Linked DNA regions of Sus scrofa: region 2 is linked to region 1. Evidence: chromatin contacts called from public HiChIP or PLAC-seq data. All regions are on one chromosome and are shown on one strand. The core of a region is the stretch at or near the end of the contact, and the rest is flanking DNA. Distances in the headings are between cores, read along the strand shown. Region 1 holds the start of AKNA (AT-hook-containing transcription factor). Region 2 holds the start of ATP6V1G1 (ATPase H+ transporting V1 subunit G1).

Region 1 (5,650 bases), core at 2,641-5,140:
TGGTCCTTGGTCCTTGGCTGTGGTCCCAAGACTCGGAGAAGACTCACAGCTGGACATCCAACTCTGGCTTTGACCTCTGGCCCCTCCCTGACAAGAGGCTCAGCCTGGAGTCGGGGTGGGGGTGGGGGATGCTGGCAAAGATCTAAAGAGATGGTGCCAGACCACCCCTGGGAGCAGAGGGTCTCTCTCTGCAGCTGAGCTGGAGCTTGGCTGACACTTGGCAAGGAAGATCAGAGCCAAGATGGGACTGTAGACCGGAATCGAGGCGGGATCAAGAAATTAATTAATTAATTAACGAATTAATATTTTAGGGCTGCGCCCACCAGCGTATGGAGGTTCTCAGGCTAGGGGTCGAATCAGAGCTACAGCTGCCGGCCTCCATCATAGACACAGCAACGCCAGATCTGAGCCATGTCTGCAGCCTATACCACAACTCACGGCAACGCTGCATCCTTTCACCCGCTGAGCGGGGCCAGGGATCGAAGCCATATCCCTGTGGATACTAGTCGGGTTTGTTACCGCTGAGCCACCATGGGAGCTCCAGAACGGGAAATTTAAAATGTGAGGGTTTGGGGGCAGAGGGGCCTGGGTCCAAAGCTGGCATTTCTGACCTTAGATATGTTTCCAGATCTCCCTCTATCCTCATCTGCAGATGAGGGGGACCCTGTGCTCAGGGACGTGCTTGTAAACTAACGGGACAGTATGTTTGCCAGGCTTAGCACACAGGAAGAGCTCAGAAAACGAGGGGGGCTGTTAGCCTCCCCCTGGCTCCCCTGGTCAACCAGCTCCTCTTCCCGGCTGCCCTGCCCCCAACTCATGCTCCAATCGCCTCAGATAAATCTTCTTAGCGCATCATTCTGGCCAAGCCTTTCCCTGCTTAAAGTCCATCAATGGCTGCTGTTACTTTCAGGTTTGAGGCCAGACTTTTGGGCTTGGAATTGAGGCTCCTAATGACCTATCCCCAAGCCAGAGAGGGCTGCTGCACTGCACAACTCGTATCACAGAGGAGCCTTCTCATCTCATAAAAGTTTCCTTTCAAAACCCCACAGTTGAGGGGAGCTGTGGTGGGGTGCAGGGCTGCTGGTGAAGCTTCCTGCCCCACCAGGAATCCTCCAACTTCTGGCAGCCATGCAGAGCAAGGCTGGTCTTCCATCACCCAACACCCTTCACATGCAGTTCTCTTATTAAAAAAGAAAAAAAGGGAAGGAGAAGAAAAAGCCCCGAATTGTGGCATTTACTAATTTCTGTAATGTAAATACCCTTACTATGGTCAATTTCAAGCTACCAACACGATGTCACTGAACACAGTACTGGGAAGAGAAACACACAATTGGCTGGCACCAGATGACACACCTTTGCAACATCCCAAAGTAAGGATCAACTAATCTTAATGAAGAGTTCTGTGACCTCTAAGGTGAGCGACTTAACATCTCTGATCTCAGAGGTCTCATTTGTAAAATGAAATAGTAACAGCACCCATTGTATGCCAACAATATGAACACTAAGTGATATAATCTAGGCTATAAACAACAGTGTATTGAATACCATACCATATGTATGGCTCTGTATTGGGCACAAAGAGGATGATGGGTAATAAGATGAACAAGAGCTCCTGCCTGCCCCCCAACTCATGCTGGTAAAACCCTTGCCTTGGCACAGCGGCTGGAACAGAGTATTCTATAGCCACTAGCTGTTGTTATTGTTGCTATTCCTTCCGTTCTCTGAGCCTCAGTTTCCTTATCTCCAAACTTAGAATGTGGCCTGAACAACACTTTCTAATGCCACATCACTTGAACCTTAAAGTGGCATTTCCATTCCCATTCTACAGAGGGGAAAACTGAGGCACTCAGAACTGAAGCCAGGGTGAGGATTCAATCCAAGTTCTTCTAACTTCCAGTCTCCAGATCTGTCCCACCTCCCAGGACTGAGGAAACATAAAAAGGACCTGGAATTCAGCTAGTGATTCAGCTGGATGCTTAAAAAACTCTTTCGGAGTTCCTGCTGTGGTTCAGCAGAAATGAACCTGACTGGTGTGTGTGTGGACGCCAGTTCAATATCCGGCCTCGCTTAGTGGGTTAAGGATCTGGCATTGCTGTGAGCTGTGGTGTAGGTCACAGACATGGCTTGGATCTGTCTGGTGCTGCTCTGACTGTGGTATAGGTTGGCAGCTGTAGCTCCAATTCAGTCCCTAGCCTGGGAACTTCCATATGCCAAGGGTGTGGTCCTAAAAAAAAAAAAAAAACACCCCAAACCCTTTCTTCCCCACCTCATGAGGATAAATGGAAATGCTCTTGGTGTGCACTAGTTTCCAAAATACCCTCTCAGCATGACAGCCGTGGTGCCGGGACCACTCCCAGTCTCTCTGGAAACCCTGGCGTTTCTGGTGGACTCCACAGGCTGATGGGAGCTGATGAAACCCCCTTGCAAGAAACAACCCAATCACATGTTTCAAATGCAAACCACCGGACTTTGGGAAGCAAAGGTCTCACGTGGGCACTTTCTCCTTCTTTCTGAAGAACTGAGACTGCCTTTGGGAATAAACCAAATAGTCCCCCAAAGACCATGGTGTCCATCCCCTTTTGGTAAGTAAGCCAGACTTAGGCCCCCTCAAATGGATAGGCAGAAATTCTCTTTCTTGACAGAACAAAACCAACATGCAAAAAATAAAATCTATCAACTCCAAAGAAGGTGCCTGGAAATGTCTCTTTGGAAGTCCCTATATGTATCTAACCTCAGTCCTTCATGCTTCAGTTTTAATCTTTTCTTCTCCTTCCCATCTAGAGGACAGGAACAATGTCTCTTTTTACTGTGGCCTCTCTCAGCTTCTCTTCTCAGCTCCCAAATAGCCCGGATTCGTTATCAGTAACTTTGCTTTCCAACTTTCTTACCTAGAAGAAGCTTTAGAAACGCAGATAATGACCCACTCCAACCTGTTTTTTTGTTTGTTTGTTTCCCCCAAAAGAAGCCAGGGGAAGGAGCAGGGAAGAGTCTTGTCCAAGGTGGCGCAGCAAAAAGCCTCTGGTTCTGCGAGTGCCAGACCCTTCACACTGGGGAGAAGCCAGCTCTGTGCCCGCCCCGCCGTGCGCCCTTGGGCAAGTCTCAGCCTCGCTTTGAGCCTCAGTATCGCCATCTGTGTATCGAGAGAGGCTGGCCTTATTCCTGCAGTCCGGTTCAGTTCCTACCACTGCCGGAGCTGCCCACCCTCGCGCTGGCCCCTGCCCTACCTCCCTACCCCTGCCAAAAAGAGGAAAAGAAACTTGCGTTAGGCGTCCGGGGAGGACGTGTGGCTCCGAGTTGTCAGGCTGCGCAGGTTGTTGCCGGGTGAACGAATATCACACAAATCCCAGGGCAGAGAAGTCCCACCTCTCCCGTAACCACAGCTACCCGGGCCACACCTCCAACCCAAACACTGCCTGAGGCCCCGCCAAGGACCACCCCCGGATTCCCTGGGGACCCCTCCCCTCCCTGTGCCCAGCCACAGCTGGAAGAGAGAGAGGGAGAAAAAAGGTCTACGCCCCCATTGCGCGGAGGTGGAGACTGAGGCTTGAGGGTGGCCTCAAAGACGGCGGGGTTTGGAATCGGACCCTGATAGCTAGTCCAGGGTTCCCTCTCATTCCCGGAGCCGTGATCCGTCTCCTTCCTGTGCGCAGGGGTTTCCACGTGGGAGAGACCGAAAGCAGCTCGGTCCCTGTGGTTCCGAGCTCATCCACGCTGTCCACTCTCCTCCCCATTCCCCCGACGGAGAAACTGAGACCCAGCGAGGGGCCAGGACCCGCCCCAGACCCACCGCGAGCCCCTCCCCGAGTCTCACCTGCCGGCCGCCGCGGCGCGCGGGTGGTTTCCTGGAGTTGAGCGGCAAACAAAGGCCTCCAATCCGGGCGCGGGGCGGGGCGACGACATTTTGCATAATCCGGGAGGCCCGCCTGTGACGGCCTGGGCGCGGCCCTAGGAGGCGCGGTCTCTGGAAGTTCCACCAATCACAGAGAGGCGGCAGCCTACGGCCCTCCCCCAGGGGTTTGGAGGCGGCCCTGGGACTGAAAATCTCAAATCTGGGAGAGTGCGTGTCCTTCTGGAACCCGCCCGACTGCAGATGGGAGACTGAGGCCTGGAGTTAAGACGTTTGTGCAGGATCGCACAGAGCCACAATGAGAAAAAAAAACACAATTTTTTTTTGGTTTGCTTTTGCTTTTTAGGGCCGCACCCGCAGCATATGGAAGTTCCCAGGCTAGGGGTTGATTCGGAGCTACAGCTGCCTGCATGCGCCACAGCCACAGCAACGCAGTTTCTGAGCCCCGTATGTGACCTAACCCCTCAGCTCACAGCAACGCGGATCCTTAACCCATTGAGCGAGACCAGGGGTCGAACCCACATCCTCATGGTTCCTAGTCGGATTTGTTTCCGCTGCACCACGTCGGGAACTCCAAGAGGAGTTGGCACAGAAAAGATCACAGGAACTCCAAAACCACAAACTTTGATAGCTGAAATGACTGGTTCATAACAGTTATAATAAAGTTTTCTTGAGCACTTAACGACGTGTCAGATACTGTGGTATACTCTTGCTATGCTCAGTCCTCTCCTATGAGATAGGTAGGTATTACCATCACCTCCCCAAGCGCATTCTACTCCAAATCATCATTAGATAAGCAGGGAAACGCAGGCCTGGAAAGAGATGAGAACTAGCCCAAGGTCCTGCAGTGAGAATGGGACATAAATGATCCATTATTCACAGAAAGCTCACTGTGAAGGGTGGCAGTGTAAGGTGTCAAACTGGCCTAGGCTCTCGCCCTACTTCTGCTGCTGGCTGCTAGCATGTAAATGGAATTTTTAACTCACTTCACAGGGTTGCTGAGGGGAGTAAATAAATAAGCATAGCATTAGGTATATAAGAAATAAATGAATAACACTAATTTAAAGGGTTGCTCAGGAGTTCCCATCGTGGCTCAGCAGAAACAAACCCGACTAGTATCCATGGGGGCATAGGTTTGATCCCGGGCATCGCACAGTGGGTCAAGGATCCCGTGTTGTTGTGGCTGTGGTGTAGGTGGGCAGCTGTAGCTCCGATTTGACCCTCGGCCTGGGAACGTCTATGTGTGTGACCCCCAAAAAAGCACCCCCCCCCAAAAAAAGTTTCCTAGACCAGTCCTATTTCACAGAGGGAAGGGGGTATGATAGGCCCAGAGACAGGAAGTGAGTTGCCCAAGGTCTGGCATCCAGCTGTGTTGCAGGCCAGTTCTCTTTCCTCTTGGCAGAAAGCTCTTTGCCATTTCCCGGGTTGCCAGTGACTCCCACACACTTATTAAATGATAATCATAGTAGTAGCTTCTATTCACGGAGGCTTACTCTTTGCCAGGGCAAACATTTTAGATACTCCTTCCAATAACTCACAAGTTTGGTTAGTATATTCCCCCATTTAAAAATGAGACAATTACTATATCCCTTGTATGTGGAATCTAAAAAACATGACACACATAAACTTATTTGCGAAACAGAAATAGACTCACAGATACTGAAATAGACAGAAATAGAAATAGAAACAGAAATAGACTCACAGATACTTTGGGGCTACCAAAGGAAAAAGGGTTCGGAGGACGGATAAATTAGGAGTTTGGGGGATTAACAGATACATAGTCCTCCATATAAAACAGATGAA
Region 2 (5,650 bases), core at 1,568-4,067, 150 kb after region 1:
TTAGACCAGCGAGAGGAAGCTAGAAGAGTAGAGGAGATTTTCTTCCTCACTAACAAGGAAGGGATGCAACTTTACCGACTGGAGACTATTCACCCCGAAGCTCCCGCAGCTAAGAGATCCTGGGACAGCTGACAAAACCAGGCAGAAAATGAGAATCCTTACGCTGTCAGTCAGTCTCCTGGATCTCTGCCTGCAGGATCTGTTGCAAACAGGAATGGTAAGAGCTTTTTCTCTTTTCTAAACCTGAATTAGCAGGAGGAAATATTTGTAGGACTAATTCCATGGACTCAGCAACTCTCGGTCTGAAATTCAATTGCATGCTCTTGGTGTGTTGATCCTTTTCCTCCCAGAGATGATCTCTGTTTTTCTTTGATTCTGTCTTTTGCATCCATTGTCATAAGGAAGAATGCCATTGGTCTGATTAAGCTTGCCTTTTGTCTTGCTCTAGGTCTTAAGAGCTTGGCTTATAAACCCATTGGAATATCTCTGGTCTCTGCCATCTGGAAGGTGTACTTACATAAAGACGTGTGTTTGGCAGCCAGTCAAACAGACTGGGCTTCCTACCAGTCCCTCTGTCCAGCCATGCCACCTCCCAGGGGAGTTTGTCATAAGAGGTTCCAGTCCATGAGGGGCCTTTGTGGTCTCAACCTTCATTGCTTTATTAGTGACGTAACAAAGGTCCTCGCTTTTTTAGACTGTTTTGGGGAGTAACCTTTCTGGACTTTGTGTGGGCTGCACTATTTTGTGGGGCACCTCTTGTGTAGTATTGGTTTGAGTTTCTATTAAGATCCCACTTGTCAACAGCCAGAAAGCAGAACCTTTAAACTAGAAAAGCTTCCCTCTCCCCACCAGTAACCACTAGTTTACTCCTTATATCTGTGAGTTTTCCTTTTTTGTTATATTCACTAGTTTGTTGTATTTTTTAGATTCCATGTATAAGGGCTATCATACAGTATTTGTTTCTCTGATTTATTTCACTAAGCGTAATATTCTCCAAGTCCATCCATGTTGTTGCAAATGTCAAAAATCACATTCTTTAAAAAAAAATAGTGTAGTAGTACTCCATTGTAAATATATACTCATCTTCTTTTTGGCCACGTCCACAGCATGTGGAAATTCCTGGGCCAGGGATTGAAGCTGCACCACAAGCAACCCAAGCTGCTGCAGTGTCAACACTGGGTCCTTAACCCGCTATGTCACAAGAGAAGTCCAACCAACCACATCTTCTTTATCCATTCGTCTGTTGATGGACACTTAGGCTGCTTCCATATCTTGGCAATGGTTAGTAACGTTGCTGTAAACATTGGGGTGCATGCATCTTTCTGCAGCAGTTTTTTAGGATTGTTTTTTCTTCTGATATACTCCATCTCTTTCAATCTCCACTCCACCCTTAGAAGTGTGTATTTGTCTCTGCTGACTGAATAAATTGTTTTCTTAAAACACCAAAAATAGAAAAATTTCCCAGAAAATCATTGATTGGACAAGTACCAGTTCTTACATCAGGAACCGATAGGAATTTCAGATTTTAGCCTCCTTTTGACCCCCATTTCATCAAATGAAAACATCCTGAGGCAGGAATCCAACTTCTCTTGGAGTATAGAGATACTTCTGTTAAAGAGTTCTGGAATGATTCTATGTTCTCAGTGCTTGGTGAATTGTAGATCATCTAGTTCCTTCCACAGGGGACAAGATTTTTACAGAAGAGCACAGTGGGTTAGATGTTCCATTCTGCAGACCTGGCTGGATTCAAACACCCTATCTGACAGTTAATAAGTGTATGACTTTGGGCAGGTTACTTAACCTCTCTGAGCTTCAATTTGTTCAGCTATAGACTGGAGCTAATAACATTACTTCCAAATTACTGTCAAGAGCTGTCAAGTGTTTAGGACACGGCTTGTCACATGGTAAAACTCCACCGCTGGCTTTCTACCTATTTGTAGTTGGAGATGTCTCTGAGCCAAGTCGTTCCCCAAAATCCACATATACCTCTAATCACACCCATCCCAAGGTCCCCTAACATCCTTCCTTGGTTAACTTCTGCTTCTAGTCTCATTTTAAGCACCACTTCCTTGGGAGAGTCTTCAAAGATACTGCCACATCACCCTCACATTACTCCTTCTTAAAGCAACCTGCATTTTTCCTTCATGACTTTGTACCACGGTTTGTAATTTTCGATTTGGTTTAGTTAATCTTTTTGTCCATAAACTGAAAGCGTGCTGCTCCTGCTCTCTGCGGTAGCCTCAGTACCACCACCGGTCTAGCGTCTCCGTGGGCACTGAGCAAACATTTATCAAAAACACTTCCTATCCTGAGCCTGGGTTCAGAGAAGGAAAGCAACCTTCCTCAAACCACACAGATTAGTGGCAGACTGGACCCCCAACTCTCCGTATTCCCAACTCAATTGCCTCTAAGAGCCTGGCAAGAACTTTAACCCGCTTCCTAATATATTTTGACTGTCAAGGAAAATTCCAGAATGGGAGGGAATAAAGTGGTGTGGAGAATAGGTGAAGAGATTTGATTCAGTCCCTTTTCTCTGGATCTGAATGTGAGCGTACTGTAAAGTCAAAGATTACCGCAATAACTACCTGGCACAGCTGCCACAAGCACCAAACTACACAAAAGACAGGAACTGAAAAGGCCTTGGGCTGTGAAACAAGAGTATGAAACAAAATCCTGCGCGAGCGCAGTCAAGGCGCTCCGCTCACCCTCCTCCCATCGGTCTCGGCCCAATCCCCTCAGAGTCATAAGACGCCGAGTGCAGTCAGCTGACACCGCGTTTGCGGAGGTCACGTGACGGTGGGCGGGGCGCTTGCGCTTGCGCAGACCTGGGGCGGCGGGTCAGTTGAGCGGAGAGGGCCAGTCAGCCGATTTAGGCCGCTCCTGGACACCTCGGAGTTGCTGCCGCCATGGCTAGTCAGTCGCAGGGCATCCAGCAGCTGCTCCAGGCCGAGAAGCGAGCCGCGGAGAAGGTGTCCGAGGCCCGCAAGCGTGAGTTTCGGGATGTAGGGGCCAGCGCTAGTCCAAGGACTGCGGCCAGGCCGCGGGGGGCGGTAGGTGGGTGAGGCCCGAAAGACTGCGACCAGGCCGAGGCCGGGGGAGGGGTGGTGGTTACAGTCACTGAAGCTTGTGTGAGTCGCAGTTTTCCGGCTCCTAGGCTCTGGAAGGCTTGTCAGTCTCCTGGAAGTTGCGGCGTTTGGTGGTAGATATGGCGGGGACACAATAGTAGGTGGACACCCTTCTTGGGGTCTGGGAGGCGTGTGGAACGGGATCTCCAAACGGAACTCAAATGGTCTTTTCCCTTCCCACTTGGCCTTTGGCGATCCTCGCTCTCAGTGAAAGGAGCCACCGTCTACACTGATCCTCGATCTGGAAACACACGGTCCTTTGCCATGTTTCAGACCCTCCCTCATTCGCCATGTTTAGCCAAGTCGCCAGGGTTTATTTGTTCACTTTTCCTGCATTCTGATAGCCAGCATCGTCGTCCAGGACGCCAAGTTCTCTGAGGTCCCCGTAGCAGCCTAGTTTGTTAATTCCGTTTTTATTTGTATTTTTCAAAGCTGTTAATATGTGCCAAACGCAGTACCCTGTATGTCTGTGGTCTCCATTATGGCGGTGTTCAAAGCCCCAGTGAAGGAAGCAAATATTGGGTAGATTAATTTCAGGTGAGAGGCGGGCCAGCGTTGAGAAATAGGAGGTTGCCATAGTACTTAACAGGTGGATTGAATCTGGATTGGTTCGTGGGCGGCTTCCTGCTCTCCTCCCGTCTTTTCCTCTCTGCAGTCAGAGTCGTACCTCTCAAATGCAAATATGACTTCCCCACCTCTCCTACAGTCAGACACACCTTTAGTGCCTGCAGAATAAAGCCTAAATTCCTTAAAGAGGGTGTAGGAGGTGCTTTTGGATCAGGCTCTGGCTTTCTTCTCACTTCTAGGTACTGTCGCCAGACTTAGTGATTCCTCAAAGGCACCTTGGTGGGTGTCACCTGCAAGCCTCTGCAGAGCTGGTGCCTCTGATTGGAAGAGCCTTTCCCTAGTTTACTCTCTTTATCCTGTAACCCTTCATCTTCTTTGAGATCTCAAAATTTAGGCAGTAGTTTTTCCAGGAAGCCTTCTCTCACTTGGTCTTCTCCTCTCAGACTAGGCTAGGAGTCCTCTCCCAAGTGCCTACTTCTCTCATTACAGTGCAATAGCCTGTTTGTTTATATGGCTCAGTCCCTAGACTAAGCTCCTGGAGGAGAAGGACCGTGTCTAATTTAACTATCTATATTCAGTTTCCCATCTGGTGAGATAGATGTTTTTATTCCTGTTTTACAGATGGGAAAAATGAGACTCAGAAACAAATAGTATGACCGTAGCTGGGGTACAATACCAAAAACTATTACTCTTAGTAATTTCTTGGGGTTTTTTGCATACAATACTTATATTCTTATCACATACTCCAGTAGATTTCAAGCATGACTCTTGTACTTTCTCAGTTAGGGGTTGTGTGGTACTCTCCATTTTTTTGGAAAAGCTTTCTTTGAGGGAGTTGGAAATGGGAACAGGCCTTCTATTCTTGCCCTGGTGACTAGAAAGTTCTTCGTTCCTAATGGAGTATTTCTGATCATGCCCTTGATGCAGTATTTCCAGAATGACTTCTCAGAGTTTGTCCTGTGATGGTTCAGCAGCAGCAGAAGTTGTATCTGTTGGGAAGCATGTGAGAATATTTGGGGAAGTGCAGGAACAAATACTTGGCGTGTGGTAAGAGTGATTCTGAGAGCCTTGGAGGTAGGGGTCATGTTTTAGACCTTCCTTGGAGTTCCTGTCATGGCGCAGTGGTTGGCGAGTCCTACTAGGAACCATGAGGTGTGGGTTCCATCCCTGGCCTTGCTCAGAGGGTTGAGGATCTGGCGTTGCTGTGAGCTGTGGTGTGGGTTGCAGATGCAGCTTGGATCCCTCGTTGCTGTGGCTCTGGCGTAGGCCGGTGGCTACAGCTCCGATTCGACCCCCCTAGCCTGGGAGCCTCCATGTGCCGCGGGAGCGGCCCAAGAAATGGCAGAAAGACAAAAAACAAACAAACAAAAACACCTTCCTTTATCCCATCAGGCCTGGTGCTGGGGCTTGTATATCTCAGGTAGCTATTACACTTTGACTGAAAGAACTTGTTTTAAAGAAGTGAGTTTGTTGGTTAATATAGATCTCAGAATTTGCAGTAGTTAGGAACAGAGGTATTGAGAAAACCTACAATTTTAAAAAGTTATTGCCTTTCTTGATCTGTAATTATGGTTGACTTGCCCAGTTAGGAGTCAAGAAGAGGCAGAGCATGCTGTGGTAAAATGATGCAGTCCCAATTTTTCATGAAATCCTTGTCTAGACCATAACACTTAAAAAAAAAAAAAAAACTCACGTAGTTTGGTTCATTGGCGTGAAACAACATGCTGGCCTCCACATGTAAGGCCCACAAAACAAGACTTAAATGATTTCCTGTTCAAATATTTATTTTTGGTTTTCAGAGAAGCTGATCAAAATTGAACTTTGAAGAAGTTCCTTGGTGGCCTAGTGGTTAAAGGGTCCATTGCGACTGCTGTGGCACGGGTCACTGGCGAGGGTTTGATCCCTGACACCGGAACTTCATGTGCTGCAAGCATAGTCAAAAAAACCCTGAACTTCGA

What was found. HiChIP or PLAC-seq counts read pairs in DNA pulled down with a chosen protein or histone mark.
Region 2: an H3K27ac HiChIP or PLAC-seq map of alveolar macrophages shows a contact between it and region 1. The contact joins the promoter of ATP6V1G1 here to the promoter of AKNA in region 1. A contact is called at or near these places in 2 of 47 Hi-C or Micro-C datasets (liver and retroperitoneal adipose tissue) and 2 of 2 datasets of contacts at active chromatin or transcription factors (alveolar macrophages and skeletal muscle).

The regions. Positions count from the first base shown.
Region 1 is chr1:255,000,563-255,006,212 of Sscrofa11.1, forward strand. It overlaps AKNA (AT-hook-containing transcription factor), which reads right to left and starts at 3,891. Exons shown (of 22, transcript XM_003480581.4): 1 at 3,812-3,891.
Region 2 is chr1:255,149,092-255,154,741 of Sscrofa11.1, forward strand. It overlaps ATP6V1G1 (ATPase H+ transporting V1 subunit G1), which reads left to right and starts at 2,818. Exons shown (of 3, transcript NM_001190194.1): 1 at 2,818-2,988. The coding sequence starts at 2,907.